Linked DNA regions of Ovis aries: region 2 is linked to region 1. A link is a contact called in public Hi-C data. All regions are on one chromosome and are shown on one strand. The core of a region is the stretch at or near the end of the contact, and the rest is flanking DNA. Distances in the headings are between cores, read along the strand shown. Region 1 has its middle 52 kb from the start of MARCO. Region 2 overlaps C2H2orf76 (chromosome 2 C2orf76 homolog).

Region 1 (5,182 bases), core at 1,908-4,407:
CCCACATTGCAGGCAGATTCTTTACGGTCTGAGCCTAACAGGTGCTCAATAAAAAGGGAATTCTTATAATGGTATCAGAAAGCAATGGCAGAAGGGCACAGGATGCCTACTTCCTTACCTCCTTCGAGTCTTATCCAACACCCTTCCTCTCTCTGGGCATTCGTGTCCTCACTCTTCTGACAGTGTGTATTGTGTTCTATTGAAATTGTCTGCTGATGTCTCTATCTCACCCACTAGACTGTGAAATCCTTGGGATCCTGAATCATGATCCCTAGTGCCTGGCACAGTGCATGCACTGTGATACATAGAGGTCTATGTGTCTATCTTCTACGGGCTTCCCTCGTGGCTCAGATGGTAAAGAATCCACCTGCGGTGTGGGAGACCTGAGTTTGATCCCTGGGTCAGGAAGATCCCCTGGAGACGGGAAGGGCTACCCACTCCCGCATTCTTGCCTGGAGAATTCCCATGGACAGAGAAGCCTGGCAGGCGACAGTCCATGGGGTCTCAAAGAGTCAGACATGACTGAGCGACTTTAGATATATGGTCTTAGCCAAAGATAGAATGAATTACTAACTTGGACAACTGTGAGTGTCTGTGTCGAGTGAGAGTACCCACCTGGTTACCTGACACAGGTAGGTCTGGGAGGCCTGCAGACTTTGGGGGTGGTTTTGCCTCAGGCTCAGGCTATCCTCGGCCCATGTTTCAGCTCTGATTGAGCTAACCTAGGAGGGTTCCTGTATGCAGTGGGGAGTGGGGGGCTCTCTGGGTAAACTGATATGAGAAGTGACCCCTCAGCCCAGTGCCTGTTGGAGATTCAGCTCTCAGCCAGCCAGGAGTCTCAGGGAGAAGCAAGTCCATTCATCCAGGAGATAAAGAGCCTTCAGGTGCACTGGAGAGCATCTGCAAGCGCCACTCACCAGAGAAGGAGGCTCATTTTTAATTAATTGCAGCCTCTTTCATCAATGACAGCAGGGGCCACAGTCAGCATCACAGAATCACTTTAATTGCCTCTGAGAACTCCCCACACTTCGGGTGTACTGGAAAGGTCTCCTTGGCAGGCCCAGGAAGCCCCACGGGCTCTCCTGTTCATACCAATTGCACAGCTCCTCAAGGGTTCCCACAGGTCAAACCCAAGCTTTTCTCTCCCTCAAAACGCCTTCTGCTTTGGTGACTAGCACAACTACACCCCCGGGCACCCCAGCCAGGAGCCCAGGAATAAGACTGGAGACCACCCTCCTCTCCAGGCATCTGGTTGGAGAGGGCCCATCCTGTGTCCCTCTCCCCTGTTCAAGGCCTTGACATCTCTTAGCTGGGCTGCTGTGCTAGTCTCCTCACCACTCCTGACCCCTAAAAGTCCAGCCTCCCCCTCTCCCCGCCGAACCTCACCCAGCTCCCTCTTCCTAGAGCATCTTCCCTCTGCCCTCACTCCCCGAGCTGACTTTATCCACTCCCTGCCCTGGGGTGAACTCTTGCTAGAAGCTGCCCCAGATCTCCATCACCCCTCAGTGGTTCCGTCCTCCTCTGGGTCCCTGGGCTCTGTATCTAACGGCCTAGCTGTCTGTTGATGGTTCTGTTTCCCAGTTGGATGGAGAGTTTTGGAGGGTCAGGCTGCAGGTTGCCTCCATCACCATACCCCCACACCTGACACATTCAGTGTGTCAGGGCAGAGTATGTTGGAACAGAGTTAAATCCAACATGTTTATAGTGGAAACAGCCGGAGGAGACAGACAGCTTCTGCCAAGAAAAAGTTGAGCTGTTGAGTGCTGGGGGTACCGCCTGATGACAGAGGGCGTGAAGAGTAACCAGCAGCCGCTTGGTTACTGAGGGGCTCACTGAGACCCTGGGTGTGCACCTGTGGTGTGGGTCTCTGCTGCCCTGCTCGCCTACCTTCCCAGACCACTGGCCATCCTCAGGCAGGCCTGGGATGGGGCGACTTTTCAGAGGCTCTGGCCCTCTGGTACCCAGGCCTTAATTAACAGATGACATAGTCCTGAGACCATATGCATGAAGGCCCCCTCTTGGCTCTCTTCTGACCTCTCTGGCCAGTCCTTGGAGGAAGCCCCTAGTTAGGGAGTTCTCCATGCACAAACTGTTGGAGATGTTGGGGGTGGGGGAGCTTGGGAAATGACCTAATCTCATCCCACCTTGTCCAAATAAGGAAATGGGTGCCAAAGGCGAAGGACCTGACTGGAGGTCACCAGCTAATATCTGATAGAGTAGAGCTTGGGAGTCAGGTCCCTGACTGTTTGATGCCTTTTCATTGTGGAATTCTACCTCAGTCTCCTCCAAGTTTTCAGAAGTTCTTCAATCAGACCTGCTGTGGTTGCCCCCTCCTCCTGCCCAGCTTCTTTTCCCTGGGCTGTGGGGCACCAGCAGCAATGGCAAGAATGGGGAAGGACATGAGCTTTGGGTCAACCTTGGGATTTGGATTTCTAGCCCTGGTGCATATCAGCTCGCTGGTCCCCCTGGGTAAAAAAAATCTAACCTCTCTGAGCTTCTTAGTAGAATGAGAGCTGTAAAATATCATGAGATTGTTCTGAAGAACTAATGTATATAAAGAACCTCACACAGTACCAGTTCACAGTGGGTACTTAATGAATGGGAGTTCCGCAACATCCTAAAATAAAGGTGCTGACCCCCTAAATGGTCCCTTTTGAATGGCTTCTGTCCAGGGCCAGCAGTAGATTGGTTACTACTGGGCATCAGGAGGAGAAACGGAGGAGAGAGTTTCGTGGATGCCCGGACCGGGCACAGATGAAGCGTGTGTATTTCTTCTGAGCGGTGGGCTGCGTCCAGCCCTGGAGCCTTTGCTGGGATCCGCGCAGTGGCAACCCACTCCAGTACTCTTGCCTGGAAAATCCCATGGCTGGAGGAGCCTGGTAGGCTGCAGTCCAGGGGGTCGCTAAGAGTCGGACACGACTGAGCAACTTCACTTTCACTTTTCACTTTCATGCATTGGAGCAGGAAATGGCAACCCACTCGTGTTCTTGTCTGGAGAATCCCAGGGACAGGGGAGCCTGGTGGGCTTCCGTCTATGGGGTCGCACAGAATTGGACACGACTGAAGCAACTTAGCAGCAGCAGCAGCCTCTCTAGTTCCGTCCCTGGCGGAGCCGGGCAGAGACTGAGGTCGGAGCCTGGCGGGCTGAGCACGGCCTGCAGCGCCCCCTCGTGCCCGCAGCGGGAAGGCGGCCTCCTCAGCGACAGGTCTGCAGGCCTTACTCTGAGCGGAAAACAGGGTCCAGTTGATCATGCCGAGTGGGAGGCAGCCAGGTTGTGTTTGTGGGGTAGGAGACTTCCCCAGACTTCCACAGACTGTCTCCTGGTCGCAACCCTGCCACCGTCTGCAAAGGTCAGTCATTGCCCAGTGTTTACCGAGTTCTTGGAATCCCCCAAGCCTGTGGTACGAAGCACCGTCTGTGTTCCATACAGTATTCTTCCCAGTCCCCACCAAAAGGGGCAGAGGGCCATAGCAGAGCTCCCATATGCTTATCACAGGACTCCGATCAGAAAATCCAGAAAAATGTCGTTCTAACATGCATTTTAACAAGCATGCAAATTTCTTTTGATGGTTTGTATGATTTTGAGTAGGGCTTCCCAGGTAGATCACTGGTAAAGAATCTGCCTGCCAATACAGGAGATGCAAGAGACACAGGTTTGATCCCTGGATGGGGAAGATCCCCTGGAGAAGAATTGGCAACCCATTTCAGTACTGTTGCTTGAGAAATCCATAGAGGAGGCTGGAAGGCTACAACCCATAGGATCGCAAAGAGTTAGACGTGACTTAGCGATTAAACAACAACAATGATTTTGAGTGCATTTAGTGAGGAGTTACCATACAGCTGTTTGGTTCTTTAAGATTTTATCATACAGATTTGGGCAAGTGGTAGGGAAGGAATCCCACTGGTCCTGGGCCTGGAAGAGGGGAGTTCAGAGCGGAGACACCTCTGGCCCCCACATTCGTGGGCCAGACCAGCCCATCACTCTGTGCTGACGTGCTCACTTGTGGTTTCCCCCCTGAACCCTGACCTCAGAGGTCACGAACTAGGTTTTTAATCTTTGTATCAGTGGCTCCCTGCATAGCACCTCACATGGAGAGGCACAGGTAAATGCCAGATTAGAGGGGCAAAGGCAAGTGTAGAAAGGTAAGGTTGGGAACACGGTTGTGACAAGTGGAAGGGAAAGAGAGGTTCAGTGCAAAATTAACCACAGAGGGGCCCCCATTAAAAACACCCCAAACTCCCCTGGCAGGACATGAAACCACATTCATTCATGTACCAGAGCCCCCAAATTTGCCATTCCTGCAGGAAACAGGACTTGACCAGGTGAATACCAGGTTAAGGTGGTACCCAGCGGGGTGGATGGAGTCTGACTATGCAGTCTTATCAAGTGCATGTCCAACAGGTGTGTGTGTGGAGGGCCACTCGTCTCTGTCATCAGAAACACCAGGTTCAAATCTGGCCTCTGCCTCTTGCTAACTGTTAGACCTTGAACCCACAGCTCCTTATCAGTGATCCTACCTTGCAGATTGTTCTGAAGTTTGAGAATATGTGCCTGGCAGAGGGAACCTTCAAGATAGTTGCCCCAATACTTCTAATGTTTCCAGCAAAGGTGGCCATGCAGCCCTGCCCACCCCAGCTTCAGATCTTTCTCTCTCCATGTGCCCAGCACTCATTCCTCCCCAGACCGCCTCAGCTGTTGACTTTGGCTCCTGCCCTCTGAGAAGATAGAAACAATCGGATGAGAACTCCCTCATTCCTCATCTACCAAATCCACTGGCTTCCGCATCTTTATTCAGATTGCCACCTTCCTTCCTGCTATCCGAGAACTATTCCTGTCCCTGCCAGTTGCTCAGAGCCCTCTAGTCCTCCTAAGGACCTAGCTCCTGAAATCGTGCCTTCCCTCTTGAATTATTAATTGAGCCTACCTACTAGGTCATTCCCATCGGCATATAAACTGGACTTTATCTTGTTACAAAAAATAAAGTCCGCCCCTGCATCCCACCTGTCTCCCTCCAGCTGCAGCCCTATTTCTCTCCACAGCCACACAGCCAAAGTGTCTGCTGGGCCCTGTCCTCCTGTCCTTCCAGGGGCCTGTGCACCAGTGACTCAATGGCACACAGGGACACTGGGGCGAAAAGTCTGAGCTGGGGGGGAGGATAGACTCTGATGGACTCTGTTGAG
Region 2 (5,182 bases), core at 899-3,398, 330 kb before region 1:
CTGGGTGGTGGCATTGCTAGCAATTGTTTTTTTTTTTCCCTTTATTCTCCATTTTATCTAGTTGTTCTTGTAATTTAAACTTTCTTGTATAATTTACATGTATTACTTATAAAGTAAGGGCCCAATTTTAAGGAATCAACTCCTAAATTTAGGGAAAATTGGTTTGAATGATGGCTCGGTATCTGTGACCTTCTGGAAGCCATTTAGACTCTCTGAACTTCTACTTTGATTTCTGTAAAATGAAACAGAAATAATAAACCTATTTCAGACGGTTGTCATAGGGCTAAGTAAAAGAATGTATATGAAAACATCTGGAGCAATGCATGTAAACGCCCTCAAAAACACTTCATTTTATTTGGAAACCATTTTGGAGAAAGCAGTTGGCAAATGTTTTGAATTTGTTAAAATCTCAAGTTGTTGGTTTAATTGTCATCAATTTCAGACTTATATAACAAACCACCTATAAAGGTATAAATCAAATCACTTTTTTTTTTTTTTTGGTCATTCTTGTTTTAAGGCGATATAGATCTTCGATCAGAATTGGATCGTTTTCATGAGTTCTCCACTGGTTTCAGGTTACTTCAAACTGTTCTCATGCCCTGGCAAGTCTGTAGCTCTGGTTGAGGGTGTCTGCCATCCCTGTTGGGAGCAACCCCCTCTTCTGCATGTTCCCCTTTGTTGCTGAGAGCAGTGTTTCTGTACCCTTGAGAACAAGCCACAGTTACTACTCATGGGGAAGGAGGTGATGGCCCCTGGAGAGCAACAAAAAATTCTAAGTGGGAGTAGAGTTGTAAAAGCAGTACTTGAAATGTGTGATTTTTCTAGGGAATTTTCCCTCCCTTGGTGCTGTGCCTGGTTAGGTTTTTAAGAGGTTTTAGGAGAAAAATTCCAAGTCATCGCTTTCTCCCTTCTTACCACTTGATCTTGCTGTAGAGCTGTCACTCTGCCATCACAGCCAGTTGCCATGGGAATAAGGCCAGTGTAACAAATGTATCATTATGACTTTTCTGTAAAAATCATGAAAGGAAAAGAGACTGTAAGGGGGGAAATTAGGGGAACAAACTGGTTTGAAGATTTCTTTTCTCACCAAGAAATTCTCTAGCCTTTTATCTGCATTGCAGATCCCAATTGTATATTCTACGCTTGACATCAGGGGAGGTTTTTGCTTGTGGATTTCGTCCTAAAATACATCAATAAAAAGATTTGTTTTGTGGAAGAAGGAAGAAGGCCTTACCTAGAATTGTTGTTTATAATTTAAAGATCTTGTTGTTAACAGTTGTAGTTTTATGGACTAATTCCCCTAGGTAATAAATTTTCATGTTAAATATTTTTGGGGTTATATTTTATCTCTTTCATTTTGCTGGATTCTACGATTGCTGTCTTTTGAATCGTCTCCGGTTTAGGAAAGAAACTGAGATAGGGTAACTCTTCTAAAGTCAGTTATGTTTTACCGGAAATATTTTAGAGCAAGATACAGTCTGGCAAACTCTAAGTGCTCACCTCTGGGAAGAGTCCGCGTCAGGCCACATCTTGTGCTAACTCCCCAGCTCCCTTGTGGCTTGTTTCCACTTTGTGTGTCGCTCCTCTATTGTCTGCCTACAGCCGAAACCCAGTCTTGGTGCCCGGCACCTCTCGGTGACCTTGGCTAAGCAGCTCAGATTGTAGGCTTCCTTGGCTCCGCTTCTTTATCAGGCTCATATATGATTAGTGTTTCCTGAAGGTTTGAGTCCCTTTCCCATTCTCTTTTTAGGTAGTAATATCTTGGGGGCATACATGCTTTCCTGCTTTGACAGTGTGTTTAACCGGCTGTTCATGTTAACATCATAGCAGCGATGATCTGGTACTTGCTAAAATAGGTGGTAGGCCCAGGGAATTTGGGATCCCAGAGGAAGAAGATCAGAAGGAACCTTCCAGACATGATTCTTCCTTTTTGCACTCCCCTCGGGCTTCCCTGGTAGCTCAGATGTAAAAAATATGCCCGCTGATACAGGAGACACGGGTTTGATCCGTTGGTCAGGAAGATCCCGTGGAGAAGGGAATGGCAACCTATTCTAGTATTTTTGTCTGGAGAATTCCATGACCGAGAAACCTGGAGGGCTACAGTCCATGGGGTCACAAAGAGTCGGACACGACTGAGCAACTAACACTTTCACTTTGCATGCTGATGTGGAAATCACAGTGTCCAGTCTATCAAAGGTCAGACTTATCTCTATATTTGTTTTCTCCAAACTATAGTTTGAAATCTTTCTCAACCAGCTTGAAAACGGAATCTCAAGCAAATAAGAAATAAAAGACACATGGTTGTTTGGAACTACTTGTTGGATTGTTGACCTCCTTTGGTAAAAAGTTAGAAATATAACACAGCTGTGGGCATGGTTTTGAATGATTCTTAGATTATACTTTGGTGAAACTTGCAAGGATGACTCCTGGACCAGGTGAGACAGTGAAACTTTGTCCTTTTGGTGTCAAATTGCTGCAGAAATCACACCTTGCCCTTCTTGGCTTTTTTTTTTTTTGGCCAATAATCTGGAGTTATTATTCACATTACAGCCTGCTCTGATCATTAATTGTCTGTACTACAGTCAGGACACATTTCTCAGCCTCTTTTCTTGGACGACAATTGCTGTGCTGCATACAGCTTTGATATGAAGCTTGGGATTTAGAAGCCATACAGTAAATCCTTGTTTATAGATGGGTTTATTGAAATAAGTTAGTTGAGGAGTTTAAGTTCATTATACTCAACTTTCCTGAGATTTTTGCATTTAAAATTGGTTTTTCTTCTTCTTTTAAAAAATTTGAAGTTATTATTTTCCCATTGAAGGTGTATATATGTGCATTTTGTAATGGAAACATTATAAAATTCTTAATTATTAATTTCATATCCAACATTTGAATGTCCTGGCTTGTGTTCATTTCATTAAACTTGAAAGTCAGTATTAAAATGGTCTACAAATGTATTTGGAGCGTTCTTACTTGGTTTCATTTGCTAGTAAGACAAAGGGATGAGCTGGTGGTATATTTATTGGATTTGAGAATGCACATTCATTTCACATTCACATGCCAAGGCACTCTGCACCTGAGTGCACTGCCGCCTGCAGCACATTTAATTTAAAATCAGGAGCCCTAGGGGACCAGCGTGTGGTAGACTTCCTGAGGGTTCTTCTGGAGCCATTTTAAATAGAATTTGGGATAATGGAGGAAAGGGTGATTATGTAGAGGTCTTGAAAATCTTTTGTAATTTGTTTTCACTGTAATTGGCAAGTAAATTTGCAGTCTAAATATGTGAAATCATTGTCTCAGAGATTTCCAATAGGGTTCTGTAGATTTAAGAAAAAACATTATATTCTGATTCTGCTTAAGAAACATGACTAAAATTTAAAATCCACCTTATGTCTTTCTTTTGAATGTTCAAACCAGCCAACTCCTAATTTGTGTGTTATTCTCCAATTTGTTAAGGGTGAACATTTTTATCAGCCTGGACCATTTGAGTTTAACCCATTTGTCAATCTAGTTTTCCTGAAAAAACATTCATCTGAAAATAAAATATTTACCTTAGATGACCTCATTTTTAACCCTGTAGTGTATAAAAGATGGATTGATCTATAACTTAATTAGACCCAAGAGAACTTATGTGTCAAAACAGGAATGCTTTGTCAGTTTTTTCTATACATTCATTTAATCCTAAACCGATTATTGGTATCCTGAAGAGCCGTAAGATGTACTAGTTTCTCAAAAGGGGTGCAGATAAATGTCAGCTACGGTTAAGTGAAAATTGTAATTACAGTTAGTGTGTATTGAGCAAAGTGCTGTGTGGGCAAAGCACTGTGTAAAGTTCTATATGTAAATAGCACATGGTGTATGAAATCTTGCATTGTGATTATTAAGAACAGGGGACTTTTGCTTATTCTCCTAACATCAGGAGGAGGATTTTAGAATCACTTGCAAATTTTGTAGGTCTACCTTTGGGCTTGCTTCTCTTCCAAAAAGGAGCTTTTTATTTAAAGGATAGATCTCAGAATATCTTAACTTTGAATACTGAATTTTTTGAAGCCCCCTTTTCAACTTTTTACTAATTCCTAGTATAGAGCTCTTAGCTATTATTTTAAATGCCATTTTCTTGTAAAATTTAACTGTACATTAACTTATCGTTTGCCCAGGGTGCATTTTTATACAGCCCCTCTCATCGATTCCCAGTTTCTTTCTGCTGTGTCTTCCCTGCTTGCCTACACACACACACACTCAGGCTTGTTGTAACAAGAGTTCGTAATATGATTTTTATAAAGATTAATCTTCATTTGATCTTGAATATATAAAAGGGCTGGAATGAAGATCTGAGACTCTGGGTGATTTTATTTTCTTCTTTCAACATTTCCATATTTTCTGTAAAGACCACAGAAATTTAGGTTTGAGAAACATTAAATTTGGTATACTTAAAACCAGCAAAAACATTTTTAATGAAATGTTATGCTAAGCTCTTTAATTTCATTCTTCTGTGATAAATTCTAATGAAGAGATGAGAGCTTTAAACTGGGAGACCAGTGGTAATCCTTGGCATCCTTCCTGATTATCCTATTTATTTGGCTTGAAGAGTTTCACTTGTCTGTTTTTAGAGAATATGTTAATTGAGTGATCAGTATTCATTACAAATAATCTTGTCTGTTTTCTTGTCAAGATTCTGAAGGCCCTTTTGCTCTTTCTGTAAAAGCTAAGCAGGCGGTATTAACTTCTGATTTAATTTAAAAAATGTGGAACTTGTTGGTGCAACACCTTAAAGAATTGCATGTTTAATAATTGGAAGGCTTTCCATCAGATTTGTCTCCAGTCTGAATTAATAATGTTGCTGACTTATTGTTTTAGAAGACAGAGTCCTTGACCTGCTAGGTTGAAAGAATTGTGACTGCTCTGAACCTTTGTGGGTCCTTTAGCTGCGCCATATCCCTTGTGAATAATTAGAGGTATTTGAAGGTATTGCGGTAGAAGCCAATTTGTGTCTTTCACTTTGCATATTGTTGAAGCCTCATGAATTAGTCATAAGCGGGCAAAAAATTAACTTCTTCAGACACATATTTTGATGGGTCATGAGGGAGAATGTAAAGTGATCTGTAAAATATTCTACTGATCCTCTAAGTATTAAATTATTATACCTACAGGCTAATTTCAGAGTGGGGAGAAAAGAGTTTTC

What was found. Hi-C and Micro-C count contacts between places; a contact is called where the count stands out from the background.
Region 2: a Hi-C map of liver shows a contact between it and region 1, with 6 times the contacts expected there. The contact joins two enhancer-like sites. A contact is called at or near these places in 3 of 16 Hi-C or Micro-C datasets (hypothalamus, liver and tail adipose tissue).

Annotation. Positions count from the first base shown.
Region 1 is chr2:184,327,151-184,332,332 of ARS-UI_Ramb_v3.0, reverse strand. No RefSeq gene overlaps it. Among named protein-coding and RNA genes, the nearest start is that of MARCO, 52 kb to the right of the region's middle. Within about 2 kb of position 3,157, at least 8 of the 54 cell types and tissues checked have an H3K27ac peak or open chromatin away from gene starts, as enhancers often do. A contact at or near this core is called in liver, where this site is marked.
Region 2 is chr2:184,653,702-184,658,883 of ARS-UI_Ramb_v3.0, reverse strand. All of the region lies in intron 7 of C2H2orf76 (chromosome 2 C2orf76 homolog), which reads left to right. Among named protein-coding and RNA genes, the nearest start is that of DBI, 88 kb to the left of the region's middle. Within about 2 kb of position 2,148, at least 1 of the 54 cell types and tissues checked has an H3K27ac peak or open chromatin away from gene starts, as enhancers often do. A contact at or near this core is called in liver, where this site is marked.